2 separate regions of the Sus scrofa genome follow, and region 2 is linked to region 1. A link is a contact called in public Hi-C data. All regions are on one chromosome and are shown on one strand. The core of a region is the stretch at or near the end of the contact, and the rest is flanking DNA. Distances in the headings are between cores, read along the strand shown.

Region 1 (6,465 bases), core at 2,210-4,709:
CTGGAATATGGGCTGCCCCCCACAGGTGGCTGGGGCATGGGCATCGACCGCGTCACTATGTTTCTCACGGATTCCAATAACATCAAGGTACAGGCCACCCTGAAGGCGCGCGCTGTGTGGGAGGCCAGGGGGAGGGGCAGGCAGAGCCCTGACACACAGCCACACAGGATGGGGGTCATCTGACCTGACAGCATCTGGGGGTTTTCTGCTTGAGGCAGGAGAAATACTAATTGGTTGTACTTCTTGAGGCTTCAAGGAACACCCTGAGCCGTTGACATGCATATCTCACTTAAGTCAGCCTGTGACATGCAGAAACTGTTGCTATCCCAGCTTTATAGATGAGGAAGTAAATCATAATTGAAGGGAAGCTCTCTGTTTATTCTTTCTTTGACGTCATGCCCTGGGCAGTGCATGCCTTTCTGCTCTTCCATCCACTGTAACTGAGAGGGACCGAATTGAAAGAACACAGATCTCTGGATTTTGGTGCCAACAGTAACCAGGGATAAAAGGAATGGGTAGATAGCTGGAGGAAAGGGCTGCTGCTTATCAGAATGCATTCTCCTGTAGGAAGTGCTTCTGTTTCCCGCCATGAAACCTGAAGACAAGAAGGAGAATGTAACCGCCACTGACACGGCGGAGAACACAGCACCTGGCACGTCTGTCTAGAAAACAGTGATGGCACGTCACACGACATGGGCATCGTCGCTGCGTCTCTGCCCAAGGACCTCAAGGGATTTCCCGTGTGTGGCTGTTTGGCTGTCATGGTCCACTTCAGCCACCAGAAGAGGGAAGAGGAATTAAGAATTCCTTTTTACTCCTTGTTACCAAATAAACCATTTGTCTCTACCCCTGTCTCATCACTCTTTACCTTTGGAATGTCACCTTATTGCCAGGACAGCTGGCTAATGAAGGTTTAGGATTATAGCACTTTATTCATTCACCAGATTTATATAATGTCCAGCCATTATTCTAAGGAGCTGGGAGGCACAGCAGGGAACAAAAGCCAAGTTCCTGCTTTCATGGAATTTATATTTTCTTTAGGGGTAGGGGCTGGGTGTGAAAAGCTACTAAACAAGAAACAAGTAAATCCTTATTTCTGGTAGTGATGCATACTAAGAAGAAAAATAAGGCAGGGAGAGGGGACAGGCGCTATTTTATAAAGAGGTGGATGGGGGCAGTGCTCCTTACGCGATCACGGAAGACCTCTTCTAGCGGAGACCGGAAAGATCTAAGTGGCACAGCATGATCCAGACTAAAGGGCTGCACTTTTGGGGAACAGCAAAGGGGTCTGGTATGGCCAAAGAGGAATAAGATCAGTGAGGTGCCAGATTTAGGGGTGAGAGGCGAAGCCATCGGAGGGTTTTGAGCACTACTGTCCTAGTTAGCATGTGGAAGGCAAGACAAAGGGAGACATGCAGCTGTGGGCTGAGGTGAGATGATGGATTAGCCTTGGGAGGTAGCGGTAAGTGATGGAGATGCTTATGCATCGGTGGACTTTGTCTTCTTGAGGTCAGCAGAATGCTGCTGGAATGTGGGTTTTAGGAAAAGGAATCAAAATGATTTCACGGTTTGGGGCCTGACCAACTAGAAAGTAGAGTCGTCACTGACTTGAAATGGAAAAACAGTGCAGGTTTGAGAAAAGTGAATGGTTTTGTGATATGCCTGTTAGACAGTGGGTGGGGAAGAGTGGGGAAGGTTTTCACTTTCTGCTCAGTTCAGCTGCCCTAAGCATGTGACTAGGGCCTGCTGGTAAAACAGAGCCCGTAACACAGGGAGGCAGCTGGGGTAACTCTTCCCCAATGAGTCTGACAACAAAAGACTTGTCTTTGGCATCTCAGCAAAACCTCTGGGAGCATCTTTGTGTACTTTCACAGAGCAGGTGTCTACTTCTGCGGTTGGTAAAATGATCTAAGCACACCAAACTACTAACAGGGAACAACTTCAGAGCATGCTGAGCATCTCAATCTTTGCTGGTGTTAAAGCACAGACTCCAGAAGCACTTGGTAGTGGTGGTTACATGACGAGGTGGTATCTCAGAAGAAACACTTCTATGGCACATCCTTCAGCGAGGTGCTGTTAACTAAAAAAAAAAAACAATCATCTCACCAAAGGAGGGGTGTGGGGTCAAGATAAGGGACTGGACTTCTGGCAACACTGTACCATCAATGTGGACCACTGGAAAGGCAACAAGGATTAATGAGGAGCTGTTTAGGGAGTTCCCGTCGTGGCTCATCAGTTAAAGAGTGCAACTAGTATCCATGAGGACGTGGGTTCCATCCCTGGCCTCGCTCAGTGGTTAAGGATCTGGCATTGCCATGAGCCGTGGTGTAGTTCACCGAGTGGCTCAGATCCTGTGTTGCCGTGGCTTTGGCGTAGGCCGGTGGCTACAGCTCCAATTTGACCCCTAGACTGGGAAATTTCCATATGCCAAGGGTGCAATCCTAAAAAGACAAAAAAAAAAAAAAGCTGTTTAGTAGTAGACTAGAGCAGAGCCAGCTGTCTGGCCTCAAGAATGCCAGAGATAGAGAAGAAATGAAGCAGCTGTAGACATCTGTGGCATTTGGCAAGAAAAATGACAAATACCCCCTTAAACAGCTGAAGGCTCACAATTTGCTAACTGCTGTATGGGGGTGAACAAAAACAAGTATGGTCCCAAGTTCTAGACTTGTAGGAGAGAGAGGAAGAGCAAGGTCCTTATCCTTGGAGGAAGCCTGTGGCCCTTTTCCTGTGATCTAGGGAGAAGGATGGGGTCAATTAAGTTGCACTCCTCTAGCATTTGAGAGAACTCTCTCATCATTAGGAACTGAGTTAAAAACAAAAACAACAACAACAAAAAAAACTGCTGAATGATACAGACTTCTGAAATGTCCAAACAGCTATACTACCTATTTTTGGCAAACCGAAGGTTTTAGACTAGCACTGTCCACTACAGTACCCAACGGCCATACGTAGCTATTGAGCATTTGAAATGTGGCTGGTCAGAACTGAGATATAAAATACACACCAGTTTTCTTAAGTTAGTGTAAAAAAATGTAAAATAAGTGAACATTTTTATTAAATATTGATTACTCGTTGAAATATGTTGGATAACCTGGGTTAAAATATATGGTTAAAATTAATTTCACCTTTTCTTTTGACTTTTTAAAATATAGCGCCTAGAACATTTTAAATTACATATCTGGCTCGAATTATATTTCTACTGGACAGACCTGTTTTAGACAAAAATTCAAACTAGTGTTCCAACATACAACCTCATTCTACCGTACGAATCTATCTTACCGGGGAATCAGCCTCCCTGAGCCCATTACATCTGTATCTACGCAGAGCAACGCAAATCGACGGACTCTAAGGATCCACCCTGCAGCCCCCTGGCTCCGGCCCCTGGAGGACTACAAGGGCCAGCGTGCACTGCGTGCCTCCAGGGAACAGGCTTGGGAGGGCCACCTCATTGTGACGTCACGTCCGCTGCGCCGCGCGGTCTTCTTCCTCCCTTCGAGAGCGCGTGTCGAGGAGGTGGGAGGGCGGTGTCCGTGAGCGGTTGCGGTCGTGGGGCCGAGGGCGCACAGGATAGGGAGGGCCCTGGGGCTCCCGGGGAAGATGCTGTAGGTCTGACTTTCTCGACCCCTTTTTGTGTGGGAAGTGGATGTTGCGGACCTTCCCCCGCACCCAGCGGCGTGTCTGGTGGGAAAATGCGGCTCCTTTCATGCTGACATCCCTGCGCCGACAGCGACTGCTGCGGACGAGCGCGGGGCGCGTGACCCGGGGGTTGCATACCGCATAACTCCAGCGGGCAGGCGTGCACGTTGTCCCTGCTGCGCGGGCCTGGAGTTACCCATACCTGGCCGAATGGGCCTCTGGAGGGTGTTGAGGAGGGGAGGCTAAGGAAAATAGGCGTCCCTTCCAACCTCGCTAAAGCCTTTTCCCCAGACAGCCTTCCGGACTTGAATTTTCTTTCAAAAGGAAGTGGGTTTTTAAACTTTTTGCCGCTGTTAAAACATGCCGCCTTGTGGGCAAAGAAGTGCATGTCTAACTAAACTGTTGTTTCATATGAAGAAATTATTCAAGTTCTAGGAGAGAATAGTGGACGCAGTACAGCAAAACATTTATTCATTTCCGCTACTGGGCACGCTCCTCCAGACTCAACTCTGAATAAGGTGGTGATACAGTTTTGAGCCGCTGTATCGTAGGGAGTCAGCGTTTCTTCTAGCAAGTTGTCTTTGGCTGTTATGATTTGTGATGCGTGCCTCTGGTTTAATTTCAGTTTGGTGCCAGAGTATCTGCCTTCATAAAGTATACTGCCTTGTATGTCCCCTCTGCCCCTGAAATGAGAGAGAAATCCCTTCTAAATGGAGGATTCTGGGCTCGCCCATGCTTTTCTTTTGCTCAGAGAGATACAAGACTTAGGCTGGTTCTCTGACTTTAAAGTCGTAATTTATGTCAGTGCCTTCCGGATTCTTGTTTTAAATCACTGTGGTCTGATTTACCATGACCATTTATTGAAATAACAGGCCTGCACATCCGAACTGGTAAATTATAAACTGAGGCATTTTAGAACTTTTATGAGTTTATTTGAGCAAAAATCCTTTCCAATCAGGCACAAGCTAAGTGGAAGTAGTTAGGAGCCCTCTGCAGACAGGAGCCAAGGTAGAAACTGATGTAGCATAAGTGCAGAAGCAAGAAAAGAAATTGTTTAGATCTTGGTTTGCTTAGATAGACCACCACAGCATTAGAGTCTCTTCAGTCTGATGGCCTCCTTGTTTAATTAGTTTAACAGGATAGGAGCAAGGGGCTCCTTGTAGATAAATCATTTGTCTGCTATATACACTATGGCTCAACAGAGCCTTTTTTTTTTTTTTAAACACTTAACTTTGTCCATTGCCATCTGATCTCATTTTCTCCTAAGAATCTTTTCATATATTTGAATCCAAATGAAGTCATTGAATGAGCATCAGTAGAGTCAAGAGTGGGAAAGTTTCTATCGAACTATTCTAGACCTCTTTTAGGTCAGCTCTGCTTTCTGGTTTTATGTGTCCATTACTTTTTCCCTGCCTTTCAAGGAGCTCAAGGCAAAGCAGTCAGGAAAATCAAATGTTCTTTTTTGTAAGATTAATCTCAGTTGAAGAGTTCCCTTGTGGCAGAGGGGGTTAAGGATCTGGTGTTGTCATTGCAGCAGCTTGGGTCGCTGCTGTGGCACGGCTTCCACCCCTGGCCCAGGAACTTTACATGCTGTGGGTGTAGCCAAAAATAAAAATAAAATCTCAGTTGCTATTAATTATGCTCAACATTGTACCAGTTGCTCTTTTTGTTTGTTGTTTGTTTGTATTCTTAGGGCCACAGCCAAGGCATATGGAATTTCCCAAGCTAGGGGTCAAATCGGAACTGCAGCTGCCAGCCTACACCACAGCCACAGCAACACCAGATCTGAGACACATCTGTGACCTACACCACAGCTCACGGCAACGCCCGATCCTTAAACTACTGAGCAGGGCCCGGATCGAACCCTTGTCCTCATGGATACTAGTTGGGTTCCCTACCACTGAGCCACAATGGGAACTCTGTAATTGCTTTTTTAAAAATTTTTATTAAAGTATAGTTGATTTACAATTTTGTGACCAATTGCTTTTTATAAATTTTAAGCCCCTTGATAACTCCAGTGGGTTAAATACTACTGCCTCTGTTTCTTTTTTTTTAATGTCCACACCTGTTCATATGGAAGTTCCCAGGCCAAGAATTGAATCCAAGTCAAAGCTTTGACCTGCACATTTGCAGCAATTCCAGATCCTTTAACCCACTGTGCCAGACTGGGGATCAAACTCGCACCTCCACATCAGCCCGAGCTGCTGCAATCAGGTTCTTACTCTCTGCCACAGCAAAAACTCCTGTCTCTATTTTAGCACATGAGGAAACAGACCCAGAGGAGGTTAAGTAATCTACCCAATATTGCACAGTTAATTTGTAGAAAAAAAAAACAGGGTTAGAATCCAGAAAGGGTCGTTCCAAAGTCCTCACTCTGAGAACACTTGACTGGTGAGAAGCCTCTAGGCTCTGTCACTTCTCCCCTTTATGTCATAATAGGTAAGAGAAATTAAAGTGTTGCTTTCCTGATGGGGGCACCAGTAGAGAGTTACTGGAGAGAGCTAAAGAACCAACCTGCTGTGGGGGAAAGGAGAGAAAAAAACTTTCTGGAAAAAAAAAAAAAAAAAGATGGAAAAGCTCTTTCTCCCCAGAAAGATAAACTTTGGTGAGGTTCCATCCAAAGCAAGTTGAGGTCTGCAGCCTTTTCCATGCTGTTTCCAAATGAAAATTGGAGTAGCAAGGAGCCTTCTCCCTCCTATGCTTTCCTTTTGAGTAGTTTCTTCGATCTTTTCGTTAAAGATGAAAAAGGGGCAGAGAGGTAATAGAAAACAGTATACTGAGTTCCTAAGAGAAGCCTCAGTATGATGGTGGATGGGCTACATCTGCATG
Region 2 (6,465 bases), core at 1,867-4,366, 850 kb after region 1:
ACATTGGGATTTTGATAGAGATTGCATTGAATCTGTAGAATGCATTGGATAGTACATACTTTTTTTTTTTTTTTTTTTTTTTTGGTCTTTTCTAGGGTCACACCTGCTGCATATGGAAGTTCCCAGGCTAGGGGTTGAATCAGAGCTACAGCTGCTGGCCTGTGCCACAGCCATGCCAGATCCAATCCGCATCTGTGACCTACACCACAGCTCACAGCAATGCCAGATCCTTAACCCACTGAGTGAGGCCAGAGATCGAACCCGCAACCTCATGGTTCCTAGTCAGATTCGTTAACCACTGAGCCACAACAGGAACTCCAGTACATACATTTTAATAAGATTAAGTCTTCCAATACATGAACACTGGATATGTTTCCATTTATTTTTAGCTTGTTTAATTTCCTTCATCAGTGTTCTTAGAGTTTTCAGTGTATAAGTCTTTTACCTCCCTTGTTGATTTATTCCTAAGTATCTTATTCTTTTTGGTGCTATTGGAAATGGCATTGTTTTCCTAATTTCTTTTTCAGACTATTTGTTTTTAGTGTATAGAAACACAGCTGATTTTTGCATGTTGATTTTGTATCCTGCAACTTCACTGAATTCATTTATTAGTTCTAACACTTTGAGGGGTTTTTTTGGTGTTTGTTTTTGCCACACCCCATGGCCTGCAGAAGTCCTCAGGCCAGGGGTTGAATCTGCATCACAGAAGCAACCTGAGCCACAACAGTACTGGATCCTTAACTGCTAAGCCATCAGGGAATTCCTGGATGTTTTTTTCTTGGCTAATTGCTCTGACCAGCACTTCCATTGTGTGTTGAATAGAAGAGGACATCCGGAGTTCCCCATCGTGGCTCAGTGGTTAATGAATCCGACTAGGAACCATGAGGTTGTAGGTTCCATCCCTGGCCTTGCTCAGTGGGTTAAGGATCCAGCGTTGTTGTGAGCTGTGGTATAGACTGCAGACTCAGCTTGGATCCCTCATTGCTGTGGCTCTGGCGTAGGCTGGCAGCTACAGCTCCGATTGGACCCCTAGCCTGGGAACCTCCGTATGCCGTGGGTGCAGCCCCAGAAAAGGAAAAAGACAAACAAACAAACAAAAAGAAGTGGACATCCTTACATTGTTCCTGGTCTTGCAGGAGAGTGTTCTCTTTTTCACCATTAACTATGATGTTAGCTGTGGGCTTGTCATAACTGGCCTTAATTATGTTGAGATAATTTCTTTCTATTCCTAATTTGTTGACAGTTTTTATCACTAAAGAGCGTTGGATATTGTGACATGCTTTTTCTGCACCCACTGAGATGATCATATGTTTTTATCCTTTTTGTGTTAACGTGGTGCATCGCATTAATTGATTTTCATATGTTGAAGTGTTCTTGCATCCCAGGAATAAATCCCACCTGGTCAGAGTGTATGATCCTTTTCCTGTGTTGTTGGATGAGGTTTGCTGGTAGTTTGTTGAGGATTGTTGTATCTGTGTTCATCAGGAAGATTGGCCTGTGCTTTCTTTCTTTTGGTCTCTTCGTCTTGCTTTGCTATCAGGATAATGTTGAACTTGTAAAATGAGCTTCAAATCATTCTTTCCTATTCAGTTTTTTGCAAGAGTTTGAGAAGGATTAGTGTTAATTTATTTATTTTATTTATTTTATTTATTTATTTTGTCTTTTTGCTATTTCTTGGGCCGCTCCCACGGCATATGGAGGTTCCCAGGCTAGGGGTCCAATCGGAGCTGTAGCCGCCAGCCTACGCCAGAGCCACAGCAACGGGGGATCCGAGCCGCGTCTGCAAGCTACACCACAGCTCACGGCAACGCCGGATCGTTAACCCACTGAGCAAGGGCAGGGACCGAACCCACAACCTCATGGTTCCTGTCGGATTCGTTAACCACTGCGCCACGACGGGAACTCCTAATTTATTTTTAAATATTTGATTAGTGAAGCCATCTGGCTCTTGGCTTTTCTTTTTTTGGGAGGTTTTTGATTTCTGATTCAATCTCCATTACAAGTCTGTACCAACTTGTTATTTTTTCATGATTTAGTCCTGGTAGGCTGTATGTTTCTAGGAATTTATCTAATTTCTTCTATTTTGTTGGCTTGTAATTGTTCATCACAGTCTCTTTTGATCCTTTCTATTTCTGTGACATCAATTGTAGTGTCTTTTACTTATGATTCCATTCGTTTGAATATTCTCCCTTTTTTTCTTAGTCTAGCTAAGAATTTGTTTGCTTATCTTTTTTTGTCTTTTTGCCTTTTCTAGAGCTGCTCCCACAGCATATGGAGATTCCCAGGCTAGGGGTCCAGTCAGAGCTGTAGCCGTCGGCCTACGCCAGAGCCACAGCAATGCGGGATCCGAGCCGCGTCTGCAAACTACACCACAGCTCACGGCAACGCCGTGTCCTCAACCCACTGAGCAAGGCCAGGAATGGAACCCACAACCTCATGGTTCCTAGTCGGATTCGTTAACCACTGTGCCACGACGGGAACTCCTTTCTATGTTTTTGGATTTTCTATTTCATTTATTTTTGCTTTTATATTTGTCATTTCCTTCCTTCTGCTAATTTTTGGCTTAGTTCTTTTTCTAGTTCCTCAACATGTGAAGTTTGGTAGTTTGAGGTCTTTCTTCTTTTTTATATAGGTATTTATTGCTATGAAAGTCCCTCTTAGGGAGTTCCTGTCGTGGCTCAGTGGTTAACAAACCCTACTAGTATCCATGAGGACTCGGGTTCGATCCCTGGCACTGCTCAGTGGGGTAAGGATCCATCATTGCCGTGAGCTGTGGTGTAGGTTGCAGACTCAGCTCAGATCTGGTGTTGCTGCGGCTGTGGTGTAGGCCAGCAGCTGTAGCTCTGTTAGACCCCTAGCTTGGGAACCTCCATATGCCGCAGCTGCGGCCCTAAAAAGACAAAAGACAGAAGAAGAAAAAAAAAGAAAAAGGAGTTCTCATCATGGCGCAGTGGAAACCAATCTGACTAGAAACCATGAGGTTGCAGGTTCGATCCCTGGCCTCGCTCAGTGAGTTAAGGATCCGGCATTGCCGTGAGCTGTGGTGTAGGTCACAGACACGGATCGGCTCTGGCGTTGCTGTGGCTCCGGTTAGACCCCTAGCCCAGGAATCTCCATACGCCGAGAGTGCGCCCCTAAAAAAAAAATTTTTTTTTTAAGACTCTTTGTCACCTAACTGGTGATCTATCCAGAGCAAAACAGAAGCTGCCTCTTGCTCCAGAGCTTCATGCTCTCCAGCTGCCCACAGAATCTGGCCGAAGCTAGTCTCCGCTGATGCCATATCCTTGTTGAGCTTCCTCCACCCCAACCCCAGCCCTACCTTACTCTATCCTGAAAGCCTTCCTTCAGTGAATCACATGCGCCTGATTCTCTTTCTCAGACTCTGCTTCTAGAGAACCTGACCTAAGATAAGAGGAAAACGGATGATGCAACAGATGGAGGCCGAGAGCAGGGGAACTCGAATAAACACATCAACAGCCCCAGACATCCTCCACCAGGTCTTCATCCAAAAAGTCTTCTCATACAATCCAATTCTATCCTGTAGCGGAAGCAGACTGATGAGTAAATGAATGACCTTCCTTCTGTACTTTCTAGCTGGGGACACAGCTACCGGCTGTAAAACATGACACATCAAAACACAAATCTCTGCCATGACCTCCGAGAAGGAAGGTCATTTAAGTGTATCTCTTCCTTCACTCCCTTCCTCCACCCCCAATATTTTCATACAGCGAAGCAGACACAAGAAACTTCTCTCCAGCTCTCAGTGCTTTGCTCATCTAATCTTTCCCATACTTTGTCCTGATGAAAATCCTTTCCTGAGCTCTTGTTCTTTTCTGAATCCCCAGCCCTAAGGAGAGCGCCCGGGCACCAGGAGGGTGCTGTAAACAGTTCCTGACGGAATTGGGGAAGGAGGGGAGTGTGAAAAGGGCAGGAGGAGGATACCAGGAGGAACCACCGGGAAAGGGCTTTGAGGGAGCCAAGGCCCCCTGAGCCCGTTGGCTGCAAGCGCCTTGTGAAAGCGCAGAGGCGGCGGCGTGTCGGACTTCCCAGCCCTCGGGCGGGCTCCAGACCGCGAAGCGGCGGCCGAACCAGCGGATTGGGGGCCCGCCCGCAGAGGCGGGGCTCAGTCCAGAACCCCGGCTTCCCCGGAAAGGAAAGGCCTGCCAGTTCCCCGGCGGCGTCCCGAGCAGCCTAACGCAGCCAGAGGGAGCGCGGGGCGCGCGGCACCCACAGCCACAGCCGAGGGCAGGGGGCGCTGGGACGCGGCCCTTTCCAGGGGCTTCGGGTTCGAAGACTTCTTCCCCCAGAAGGAAGGCAGTCGTCTGAGAAGCCGAGGCGTCTTCCCGGAAACCGTGCACGGGACGCCCTCGGGAAGGACGAAGGTGAGTCCGGGGGGCTTCCCGGGACGCGCGCGGTCCCCGGAGGCGGCGGGGCAGAGGGGCGCAGCCGGATTCCCGGGCAGAGCCGGGAGAAGCGGGGCGGGAGGCGGGGGTGACTCCCAGTCCCATTTCCTGGAACTCGGGACAGAGTTGGTTTCTCTCCTCCGCTCTGAGGGTGAAGCCGCCCACTTGGGTCTCTAATGACTTTCTACAAAAGACGCGGCGGAGAGCTGGCATCCGGGCGCTGTCGTGGTGGACGGGTCTGGGGAACCCGGCTTAGAATTGTCCAAGCCGCCCTCGGCGCTCCACGCCAGGCTGAAGGTGGAGAAACGGCCAAGAGAGAGGGTCCGGATTGCTGATTCATGAACTTTTCCGGTGCCTATTTTAGGCACAAAGAGAGAAACCTGGTATAAAATGTCATCAGAAAAGTGCTTGATGCCATTTTTGTGGAGAGGAGGAGGAAATTAGAGTTCTTTCTGAATTTATACTGTTACTACCATTTTAAGATTTTTCACTTTTAAAATCAGTAACTTTGGAGTTTCCTGATGACCTAATGGGTTAAGGATCTGGCGTTGTCTCTGCTGTGGCATGGGTTCAATCCCTGGCCTGGGAAATTTCACGGGGTGGGGGGGGGGCACAGCCAAAAAATAAAATTAGTAATTTTTACCCCTCGTTTTTTTCTGCAAGTAATATATGAACATATTCTTAATACAGTTGTTAGCAGTTTTACATAGTATAAATAGCACCTCAATGAGCATCTTAGTATTGCTCTATCTGTATACATTTGAGCTTTTCTAAAGCACAAGTTCTTAGAAATTCACATTAAGTATATATGTATTTATATTCCCTTTCATCCTCTTGGTATCTTTATCATATATTCAATAAGCCCTAAACAATTGTAGTTATTAAAATTTTCTTTTATTTTTTTGCTTTTTTTTAGGGCCGCACCCACGGCGTTTGGAGATTCCCAGGCTAGAGGTCACATCGGAGCTACAGCTGCAGGCCTACACCAGAGCCACAGCAACGCCATATCCGAGCCGCACCTGCAACCTATACCACAGCTCACGCCAAGGCTGGATCCTTAACCCACTGAGCGAGAACCTGCAGCCTCATGGTTCCTAGTCGGATTCGTTTCTGCTGCGCCACGACAGGAACTCCAAGTTATTAAAATTTTAATATCTTACAGGTAAGTCCCCTTTTTATTACAAAAATCCTGGTTATCACTACAAATTTCCTCTTTCAGATGAACTTTAGGATCCTTTAGTTTTGATACCAAATTGCCCATTGAGAGTTTTATTAAAACTGCATTAAACTGCACTTATATTTGGGAAGGATTGCCAGCTTTGTCAATTTAAATTCCCAGCCAGAAAAATAAAGAGTTCTCTCCATTTCTTCAGGCTTCGTTTTGTGTGGTTTGCTTCATACCACTCCACCACTTTTCTTGTAAAATGTATTGTTTTTAAATTGGTGCTTTGATGAAGGGGCTATTTTTCCCATTCTTTTGATTGGTTATTGTTGAGATATGGCTTTTTTTTTTTTTTTTATGAGGCTGGTAATGCACATAAGTAGAGCTTGGCGCTCTGAAGCTGAAATCTTCAAGCTTCCTTGAGCAACACTTTCCTATCTGCTTCTGTCTCTGGTGGACCAGACGAAAGTATGAAGTTCATTGCCTTCCAGAGTCCCAAGAAATATCCTTGAAGACATCTGCTTAGCAACTGGGAATAGCTGGGGAGCCTGAGACCCATTAAGTCTTTTTAGGTATGCCCTAACACCTGTTGCTTCTCTTGCCAGATCAGTATAACTCCAAGGCAAGAAAAACAAAAATGTACCAAGCATAAGTGACTGGCTTATTTGGCTTCACTTCTGCTAGTTTCTTAGTCATGCTTTTAAGCCCGATTTGGGTTCCAGGGCAATTACCTTCTCCACACTAGCAATAACTAATCCTATCTATTTCATTGAACTGTTGAGATTAACTTTGTTTAAAAGTACTTTGGGGAGTTCCCATCATGGTGCAGTGGTTAACGAATCCAACTAGGAACCACGAGATTGCGGCTTCGATCCCTGGCCTCGCTCAGTGGGTTAAGGA

Evidence for each region. A called contact is a pair of places that touch in the nucleus more often than the background predicts.
Region 2: a contact with region 1 is called in a Hi-C map of retroperitoneal adipose tissue, with 1.6 times the contacts expected there. The contact joins the promoter of MLKL here to the promoter of ADAT1 in region 1. A contact is called at or near these places in 1 of 47 Hi-C or Micro-C datasets (retroperitoneal adipose tissue) and 1 of 2 datasets of contacts at active chromatin or transcription factors (alveolar macrophages).

What each region holds. Positions count from the first base shown.
Region 1 is chr6:12,072,904-12,079,368 of Sscrofa11.1, forward strand. It overlaps ADAT1 (tRNA-specific adenosine deaminase 1), which reads left to right and starts at 3,460. Exons shown (of 10, transcript XM_021093768.1): 1 at 3,460-3,513. KARS (lysine--tRNA ligase) reads left to right here. Exons shown (of 14, transcript XM_003126856.3): 13 at 1-87; 14 at 568-846. The coding sequence ends at 666.
Region 2 is chr6:12,920,730-12,927,194 of Sscrofa11.1, forward strand. It overlaps MLKL (mixed lineage kinase domain-like protein), which reads left to right and starts at 3,117. Exons shown (of 11, transcript XR_002344504.1): 1 at 3,117-4,382.